Regions from separate parts of the Zea mays genome. Here all the other regions are linked to region 1. A link is a contact called in public Hi-C data. All regions are on one chromosome and are shown on one strand. Each heading gives the region's core, a stretch centred on a gene start, on an enhancer-like site or on the middle of the called end of the contact. The rest is flanking DNA. Distances are from core to core; before and after follow the strand shown.

Region 1 (3,289 bases), core at 415-2,914:
CGTGGCCACTGGAAGGCGGTAGCGGGGGACTGAGCGGAGGAAAAGGTGTGGGGCGGAGGGGAGTAGTAGGGCCTAGACTCAACTATAGATCTGAACCAATGCGTTGAGGCCGACAACGTACATGACACACACGACGAACGTGGTCAGCAGTATGATCACCATCTCCACCACCCCGCTATGGCCGGGGCGAGTAGAGGGGCGCGCCGCGGCCCACGCGCTGCCAGGGTGAGGACCGCAACAACTACAGCCGATGGCCAAGGGTATACCGGAACTGCGACGGCATGCTAGATCCACCCTCGGGCGGCCCAGATCCATCTTAGGGGCGTCTGATCTTGCCGTCGGCGAGGCTCTAGCAACGGGGCGATTATCGACTAGAGCTTGAAGGTAAAGGGAGGTGGAGGGGAGAAGGGACATGAGTAGATATGTCAATGGGGACCCGATACTGGCTAACCCGTGGGGAATTCCCCTATTAGGGTACGAGTATGGGACAAAAAATGTCCCCATGGGTATGGATATGGGACAAAATCTCCACCCATTGGGTAAACGGGTATGGGTTTGGGAAGCAATAATCCGAACCTGATTACCCATGGATATTTCATATGTGTACACCTGTCCTGTTTGTATGAATGAGTTGAGGTCGAGCCGGCCACCAAACCCAGCACGGCAGCGCACCAAACACCAGGTCCTAGCCTAACAAGGCAACTAGCAGAATAGCAAAAAACGAAATCCTAAAATAACCAGCCATACACTACGCCGACTGCTAGGAGACTAGGACGACGGTAACGACCATGGATTCTCAGACGCCAACGAACTCGGATGGTGACCAAGGAAGGTAAGGAGACTCTATTTCTCCATTTCTTCTATTGGTCCTGAAGTACAGTTTTTTTATGGATGGATGAATGGATCATGGTTCATGGATGAGTGCTTGCCGATGTGGTGATGTATGAAATCTGGATAGTTTGTACTAGCTGTTAGTACCTAGTTATCCTTTAATTGGGGATGTGGACCCATTGGGGACCCGAAACCCGAATGGAGATGAGTTTTGCACCCATGATGGGTATGATGATGTGTATGGGGATGGATCAGATATGATGGGATGAGTCTGGGATGCTATAACCCTGTGGGGAATACCCCATTGACATCTCTAGACATGAGAGGCTGAATTGAGCCCCGCTGCCGCCTTCCTAGCATCGACACGGGTCTCCCAGCCGTGTGCTCAGACGACGACGAAGTGGTGGAGAAGGGCGACGATTACGGGCGACACGACATGAGTTTCCGCCCGTATCGCCCCTGAAGGACAACGCAAGTGACCTTTTTCAAAATACCATGATTTTGAAAATTTTTAGAATCACAACCAAATACCAACCAAACACTTTATGATATAAAATACTATTACTAACCATAGTACCTAAAAATAAAAAAATATTTTACTTCCACATAGACCCTCAAGCAGTCAAGCCCTCAATTCACCTGTCTAGTGTCCAAGGTTTACAAAACCGATAAAAACCGACGGAGTGCGGTTTTTGTTAACCACCGGTTTTTTTTTCAAATTCGTTCTAAATTCAAAAAATTTGAAAAAAATCATCTACGGGTACCCACCGCCAGTCTCTACCATCTACGAATCTCCCTCCGCTCCTGTTCCGCCACCGCCAGTGCAGGAGAGCGCACGGGCTCCCGTCCCCGCGTCCATTCACGCCATGCCACGCGTCCGTCCTCTCTGACCCTTTTTATTATTTTCGCTCTCACGAACCCCTCTGGCCTCTGGCCCTCTCCAACCTTCTCTCTTCCCCGTTCCCCCGTCGCCTCGGCATTCCGCCGCCGACTCCGACGAGGGGGCCCCACCTGTCATCCTCCTCCCCCGCCGCCGTTCGCCGGACGGCAGCGCGACGAGGAGCCGTTTACCCCTTCCTGCCCCGCGGCATCCGCGTTCGCGTTGTGCGCCGCTGATCCGAGCGGACCGCTTCCCGCGCTGATCGCTTTCTCCGTTCGACCCCTAGGGTTTCGGCGTTCCCCTGTCTCCCCGCGCCCCCTTGGAGGCAGCACCAGAGATCTCGATCTTCCGCGGCCTCGGTCGCGCTACGCAGTTGACCCCGCTCGATTTATCACCGGGGAATTAGAGAGGCGTTTTCCGGGGGAGTTTCTTCGCGGGGAAGAGGGGCCATGGCCTCGAGTCTGCTCACCACGGACAGGAGGTTCGTGGTCTCCATCCCACGCTCCCACACGTTACAATTATTTTCTTAAATTTTCCATTCGCAATTCTGGTTTGATCGTGTAGTGCCTGTGCATTGATACCTGTGTTTTTTTCTTTAAAAAACTAGAAAATTAGTATCTATTTGGTGTAGTGAGGTTGTGGGAGCAGCAGCCTCTGTCAATTTATTTTGGAGGTATAGATGCTAATTGGATATTTGCCATTACAACAAAAGGGGTTCACAAAATTGTCATCAGGACCACATTCTATAGACTCAGCTAGACCCACAATTCATAGATACAGTTGCATTTATAACAAGGAGTCAATGTTTTAAGTGCCAAAATACCCATTATTCCAGCTTTTGGATGGTGGGGTTTGATATTGAGCTGCTGATTGGCCAATCGGCTTAATGGAGCTACAAAGTCCAGCTGGCGTGGCACTTGTGTCATCATGCTGGAACCAAAGTGTTTTATTGGTGACAATTATATGAAGATTTTGTCAGTTTGGCCATTGGATTTGTCCGGTAATCCAACTTGTGTGGACAGAGGTCGATGAAGGATGTAGTGATTTTATGCTCTTGCTGTGAGTTCGTTCTGAAATTCTGGATTTATGCTTATGGTTTTGTGCACATGGTCCTCCTGTCTTGATAGCTTGCTTACCCTTTTCCATCTTTCAATCAAGCCTTCTGTTTTTTTGCTTAACTTTTTTTGGGATCTATTTGTGGTTTTATGGTGTGCTTAGTAAAAAGCTGTGATGCTCTATTTGTACTAATCTCTTATCACAAATATAAGTTATTGTAGGTTTGTCATGTTAAACTTTATTCTTATCTTGACCATTGGTGTCAACATTTTGAACACAAGATTGAAACTAGTAGATTCATTGTGAAAACTACTCCCTCCGTTCCAGATTAGAAGGCACTTTGACTTTTTTCTGGCGCATCGAATTTGCTATGTATCTAAATATACGTTATGTATATATACATAGTAAATTCAATGTACCAGAAAATTCAAAGCGACTTATAATTTGGAAGAAGGAGTACTTTAGAATATATAACTCTTCTCATTGGGGTAAATATTTTTGTAGATATTGCCAGTAAAAGTT
Region 2 (3,289 bases), core at 506-3,005, 230 kb before region 1:
GGTGGAGAGCAATGGTAAATTTTCAGATAAAAATATGCATACCTGATGGCCAATATACTTCGCCCTCCGTAAGCATTCACGATATAACTACATCATGAAAAAGGAGAGAACAATAAATGGAAAAAAAATGTTTTTTCTCCAGCATCGACTATGATTTTGTTTTGTTTCATTCATGACAATTTTTAATAAAAGTAACAAAAAACTAGGCTACAGGGTGCATATTAGATGTGTCTTCTGGAAAAGCTGAAGCTAGAATTTAGGGTAACTGATGCAAATGAATGAAGCCTGATGACTGACTATTCATTAACAGTACAACAGTACAAGTTGATTTGAAAGTTGGCCGTGACCCATAATACAAGGAGACCACAGCAAAAAGCAAAAGGTGCAAAAGAAACGTTACCCTGAGCACATTATCAGCAAGTTCTGGAGGCAATGCTTTCTGGAGTGAAGGCATCTCCTTTAATGTTGTGGTAATAACTGAAAAGGTATAAGAAATCGCTTTCATCAATAATATGCACATAGACAATAGATTAGAACAAGATACCAACATAATAATAAAATGTGGCCAGAAAACTTCAGTGCAATGATGTTTAAATTGCGCCAGTAAAGCGGTAAAAATACATGTTTTTTTTGCAGGAAGTGGTAAAACATATTACAAGAAGATGACAGGAAAGAATATAAAACTCACCAGTTGACGTACAAATAAAACTTATTTATCAACAAATTGAAAGAACTAGGCCCAAAATATGATAGTTCCAAGAGATAGCAGAGGACCCATCCAACCAACACATGGGCCTTCTGTGCCGCTCTATTGATGAATGCAAGTAAATTGCAACATCTCAACATCCATGAAGTCACCTAGGCCTCATCAAGTCAGGCAACTACTGAACCAAAAATAAGCAGCTAGCATGACTATTGAACAAAAAAAAGGAAAATCTCAAGTATGCAGGAGAGCTGTGCATCAAAAGCACAACAGAGTCCCCCCAACCCCCAACGCAGAACGGGACCTCGTTGGTCCGACCGGCTCGCCCAACTATGCAGCACGGATACGGCATTTTTCTAAACATTTCCGATATGTAGATACGTTTTATATTTTTTAAAATACATAATTAATAATAAATATTAAAATAAAATAAAAAAGCTGCAAGCAAATTTATCTTGCACATTAAGTCGCCTGTTGTCTCCAATCTACCAATCCCCATGTCCACATCTTCCAAATATCAACAGACAACAGTAGTCAGCAGATCAATACTTCAGCACGCAGCAAGAGGAAGCGAGGAAAGCAAGCTAGCTACCTACCGTCTCCGCCTGGCGCCTAGACGTGGCGGTGCGTGCCTGCGTAGGCTCCTTGCGGGGCGGCGACTCGTCGCCGGCGAGCGCTCCAGCTGTGGCTCCGGCGCGCTAGCTGCGGCCACGAGCACGATAAGGCGTCCGTCTACCTCCGGCAGCAACAGACTTGACCAGGCGATTGGATTCGGGGCGACGCACCCAAGCGATGGGATGGAGTGCAAGCCGCCGCCCGCTCCTCTGGCTCCAATAATGTGAAGGAGGCCAGCAGCCCAGGAGGGAGCGCCCGCGGGCCTCCGGGCGTCTAGGCAGCTGGCGACTCTGCGACCGGCGTAGTGGCGGCTGGAGCTAGAGGGAGGCGTAGTGGCGGCTGGAGATTGTGGGAGGACTGGCGACTCTACGTCGGGACGGAACGTGACCTGATGGGCCGCCTATTCGCTGTAGTAACTGGGCCGCGCAGATCCGCCTCTGAACGTGGACCTACGAGTATTATAATAGAACTAGGTAAATACCGTACGTTGCAACGAGAAAAAATAGTGCAATAATTACATATGTGACCATGTTATGTTGTTAATCAATATTATGGTGCCTCTAGAATTTTATAGAGACAATTAGTTGTAACCTTAAAGGTTGGGAATTGTTGATGTTCTTGATTCTAACTGCGCTCCATACTTGCTTGCCGGATTCATCTGTGGCTTGAATCTTGGATGTGAGGAGAAAATGACATGTTGATAGAAAGTCAATAACAAAGCAATGTCTTAAGGTACCAATGCCAATTAGCACAAGACGAAATGGTAAAATAGTCAGACAGTATGATTTTGATGAACACAGACAAATCAATAAAATTATCTCTAAAAAGATTGCGGGGCATTTCAACCACACAACTACACCATTTAATTAGATGAAGTCTTATAAATAATATGTACCTCTCGTCTTCGGGGTCGTGTGCAGGCATGGTGAGGGCCATGGCCGGAGCGAAGATTGGGGCGTGGTGCGACGGCATAGGCTTCTTCTTCGGGAATAGGGGCAAAGAAATATTGTAGACGTCACGTTTAATATATACAGTTGGAGCTTGGAGGATCTAAAAAGTACCTAACCTGAATATCTATAAAAGAAGCCTCATGATATTGATCTCAACTTTACTTACTGATATGATAACCAAGAGTAAGATAGGTGGTTGTAAAAAAGAGTGCAGCCAAGTCTTACTAAATTCTCCACAAAAAGTAGAAAGAAAATCCTATTAGGCTACCAAAGAGAAGGCTGGTACAAAAAAGACCGCAGTTGGCACAGAGAACCACTGAAGAAGAGTATAAACACCAACACAATCAACACAATGAAGTAATAGAAAAGATGACTAAAAGAGTAGAGAAGTCAAAAAAACATTGATTATAGTAACTACAGTATTCAAATTCATTACCATGGCTACTGAAGAAAAAGATGTATAAGACGATGGAGCTTGAGCTTCCATAACACCCAGAGTATCACCATGATAGGAACCATTTAGAACAAGTACCTAGAAAGGAATCATTAAGAATATATTAGAATGCACAAAATGAGCATTTACAGTTAATTACACAATATTTATATTAATTTGTCCCCTGTAAATACTAAATTACATATGAAATATAATAAATGAGATAAACACAGGGCTATGGTGATCAACCAAGGTTGATGGTGGTGAAGAATAAACATAAAACATTCTCTGACTATGAATTGTTTAGTAGTTCAGTCAATGATTAAGCAACGAAGACAAAGGATGTTTAGTATGGCCATAACATACCTTCAACTTAATGTTTCTTTCATTTCTTGTACTATTTTCACTACTGGCCATAATTCCATGATCAAGAGAAAATTTACGAAATGCAATCTTCAGAGCAATTTCAATTGTAGTGGATCCATTGTCTGAATAATAGACTCGAGAAGCCCAACATGAGAAAAAGGGCACACTTCCAAAAGATAATTATGCACCGTTGGTGTGTGTACTCTATCTGAGCACGATAGA
Region 3 (3,289 bases), core at 296-2,795, 160 kb after region 1:
TTCATACATTCAAGATTCTTGGGTCGTTCAAGGTTTAGTTCAAAGTACAACGCGAACAAATATTCAGTTTATTACTTCAAACATTAAAGGTTTAATTCATCCATTATTCAAGATTTACTTCAACATACAACAAGAACAAACACACAATCATTCAAGGTTTACTTCAATATACATGAGCAACAAATACTTGGCCACTCAAGGTTTACTTCAGTCGTCAGCAATTCAAGGTGATGAGTCAAGGATAGGAGACAGTCGTTGTGGTGGGCCAGTGCGTCGAAGAAGTTAATTCATAGCAACTCAATCCACATAATTTAGTCGTTTTGAGTTTGTCCTAAGTCAAACTATTTTTACTTTGACCAATAATATATTGTTGAGCACCATATCTGGCACCTGGCACGGATGGTTGGTGCCCTATGGCTCGAACGGTCCGTGCACCCGCGACCAGATTAGCACGGGCGAGAGTACTTATCACATGTGTGGTTATCCTAACCTATCCATGAGAATCTGTTGGATCTAGCCTAAGAATAGGTCTAGACCTCCTCCACTATAAATATAAAGGGGTACGACCGATTGAGAACTACCAAACACATTTCAATCGAACCAATTTACTTTATCTACCTTTCATTAACAAACATGCCCTAGGAGTAGGTGTAGCGTGTTCTAGTTGTAGCTTTCCGCATATCCACCTCCACCCATATTTGACTCTACATCGTCTAAATCCGTCGTGGGTGGCCTGCCGACCCCAAGATGATCCTAGTATCTTGCCATTTCACTCAAGATCTCTTCCTTGACTTGATTTTTTTAATTCTTAGACGACTCTACATCGTTTAGGGACGTCTCGGGTGACCTATCGACCTAGAGCACCTAAAGTTCTCTCTTCGGTAGACGAGATCTAAGTTCCTGTGAGGAGGAAGGCGACCCTGCACCATCACGGACCATCCAACCTAGAGTTGGATCGTCTGGAGCGATGTAGGAAAGGAGTCGAATTTTAATAGTGGCATTGAACCAAATTTTGGTTGTTCGAAATGGTAGACTTTGACAATTGTTATGATTATTGAGTTGATATTTGATAGCATCATTAAACAATGACCTATGCGTCCTCTATTGCAATCTATTGCAACGCACAAATATATACCTAATATATTATCTAAATTAATATTACCTTCACCTGTACACGGGTAATGCATATACTCCAGCGCGACCATCCATTCTTGTATCAGCATGGATAAGAGAATGATCATTGATCCTAATACAAAGCCCAACCAACAATGACTTCCCTTCGTTCCCAGCACCTTTATTTTAATTAATAGCCCAACAAACTTCCTAAAAACAGAGAGACGCTAAGCTGATCAACGACCCGGACTTTTGGATCATCCGCCCGTTCGTTCATCTGACATCACCCAACTCAAGTGTAATAAGCCAAGACAAGGACAAGTAAAGCTGGCCTAGTCGCCACTCGCGGTCTCACTCAAGTCTCAACAGACCACACTCACGGTCTCACACTCTCACTATAAAACGCACCCCCCGCTTCCCAAAAGCAACCTCCGCTCCCCCTCGCCACTCGCCACTCGCCACCACAGCCCCCGCGCGCTGTAAGCCCCACGCGCGACACGACCGCGCGCACGCGGAGCAAGCAACCGTCCAGGCTCCCACCATGACCGACGCGGGCGCCGCCAGGGCCAGGAGGCCGGGCGGCGGCGGCGACGGGGACCTCCCGCTCCGCCCGCCGGAGCCGCCGCGGGACCCGCTGGAGTTCCTGTCCCGCTCCTGGAGCGTGTCGTCGTCCGCGGCCGACGACGTCTCCCGTGCGCTCGCGCCCGCGCTGGCCTCCGGGGCCGCCATCGCCGAGGACGTCGCCGGGGAGCTCGACGCCGCCTCCGGGTCCTCCTTCTCCTTCGCGTCCGCCGCCACCTCGCAGCTCGTCTTGGACCGGATCATGGCGCCGACGTCGGTGGTACGTGCGTGTGCCTCCTTCGCCACTTTTTTCCTCATCCATTCTCATAATAATAAAAAACGGAGAAAAAAATCCGGTCTTTCTTACAAACAGAAAACAAATCCGAGTCAGCCAGGCTTCTCCTTAGATTTTTTTCCTGCCGATTTCCCGTCTTCTCCGTCTGTTCTTCATGCCGATTGCTATGCCGCCGCCGTCGCCGCCTCTGTTTAACCTAATCTAATCTATGCCACCATCAGATGCCTCTGACTCTGCCTCTACTCCTAGAGGAGTCAGAGTCAGGTGAGGACAACAAGAACCAGACAAAAAAAAAAAACTCGCCGTTTTTCCCTTTCTCCTCCTGCACCAAAAAAAAACAAAACCGACAAACGTGTGAAGTGTGATACTCATGTCCTACACTCCTACTCCTCCAGTGGCGCGCCGCGCGCTCGATCTTTGTTTTTTTTTTGGTTCCAGCAACGGCCGCGGCACTGAGTTTGAGGCTCACTGATTTGATTTCCTTGCTTGGCTTGGCTTGGCTGGACACAGGAGGTGGCGCCGCTGACCTCCGGCCGGCTCTCCCACAGCAGCGGGCCTCTCAACTGCGGCGGGTCGCTCTCCGACAGCCCGCCCGTCTCGCCGGAGATCGACGACACCAAGGTCTCCCTCTTCTAACATTCTCGGACGTTTAGAACCTGGATGGACGTGTTTCTTTCAGTTTAATCAGAACAAATTCTGCTTATTTTATTATTAATTAATTAATTAATTAATTAATTAATTAACTGCCGTGCGCTTTTTATTTGGTACTCCAATCTCTGCTCTAGCCTGGTCAGCTGGGCTTAGAAGATATGGTGCATGCCTGCATCTTTTCTTTTGTTTTAGTAATTTTTCTGAGATCGATGCTGCACATCAGTCTGCATGCCTGTACCTGTCTGTCTGACTGCTGCTTCCTGGCTTTCTCAACCACGCTGTCCGTAAGAGCTGCTCATCTGGCCGCTGCTCCCTCTGTTTGATGCTCTGTCAGCCTGCCTGCCTGCCTTAGTAAACATAGTAGTAGCAGTACTCGTTTGTTTGCTACTTGGGCTGTGCATTTGTGCAAGAACCTTGTCCTTGAGTCGAAGACAGGGTTAGTAAACTCAGGAAGGATCATTAGCATGGCATAGACTCCCTTAGCAAACTCAGAGAGCATATCCAGCCACGTCAACTATATAAATGTCCTATAATATTAAAATAAATATATATTTTATAGATTGAGAAAATCAACAAAATATTCTACTCTCCAACGATAAAGCTTCAAATCTAAACTATAGGGCAGCGCACTATGGTGAAGTATATTTAATGCACTTAAAAAAGTGCCCT

What was found. Hi-C and Micro-C count contacts between places; a contact is called where the count stands out from the background.
Region 2: a contact with region 1 is called in a Hi-C map of leaf, with 7 times the contacts expected there. The contact joins the promoter of LOC100276014 here to the promoter of LOC103639563 in region 1. A contact is called at or near these places in 12 of 25 Hi-C or Micro-C datasets (bundle sheath, ear, endosperm and 4 more).
Region 3: a Hi-C map of endosperm shows a contact between it and region 1, with 4 times the contacts expected there. The contact joins the promoter of LOC103639593 here to the promoter of LOC103639563 in region 1. A contact is called at or near these places in 5 of 25 Hi-C or Micro-C datasets (bundle sheath, ear, endosperm and 2 more).

Annotation. Positions count from the first base shown.
Region 1 is chr1:153,294,045-153,297,333 of Zm-B73-REFERENCE-NAM-5.0, forward strand. LOC103639563 (protein MODIFIER OF SNC1 1) reads left to right here and starts at 1,665. Exons shown (of 9, transcript XR_559530.3): 1 at 1,665-2,192.
Region 2 is chr1:153,059,831-153,063,119 of Zm-B73-REFERENCE-NAM-5.0, forward strand. It overlaps LOC100276014, which reads right to left and starts at 1,756. Exons shown (of 6, transcript XM_035964112.1): 1 at 1,489-1,756; 2 at 1,296-1,405; 3 at 401-477; 4 at 43-87. The coding sequence starts at 454. It also overlaps the pseudogene LOC103644966.
Region 3 is chr1:153,457,448-153,460,736 of Zm-B73-REFERENCE-NAM-5.0, forward strand. It overlaps LOC103639593 (VAN3-binding protein), which reads left to right and starts at 1,546. Exons shown (of 7, transcript XM_008662325.4): 1 at 1,546-1,954; 2 at 2,480-2,590. The coding sequence starts at 1,655.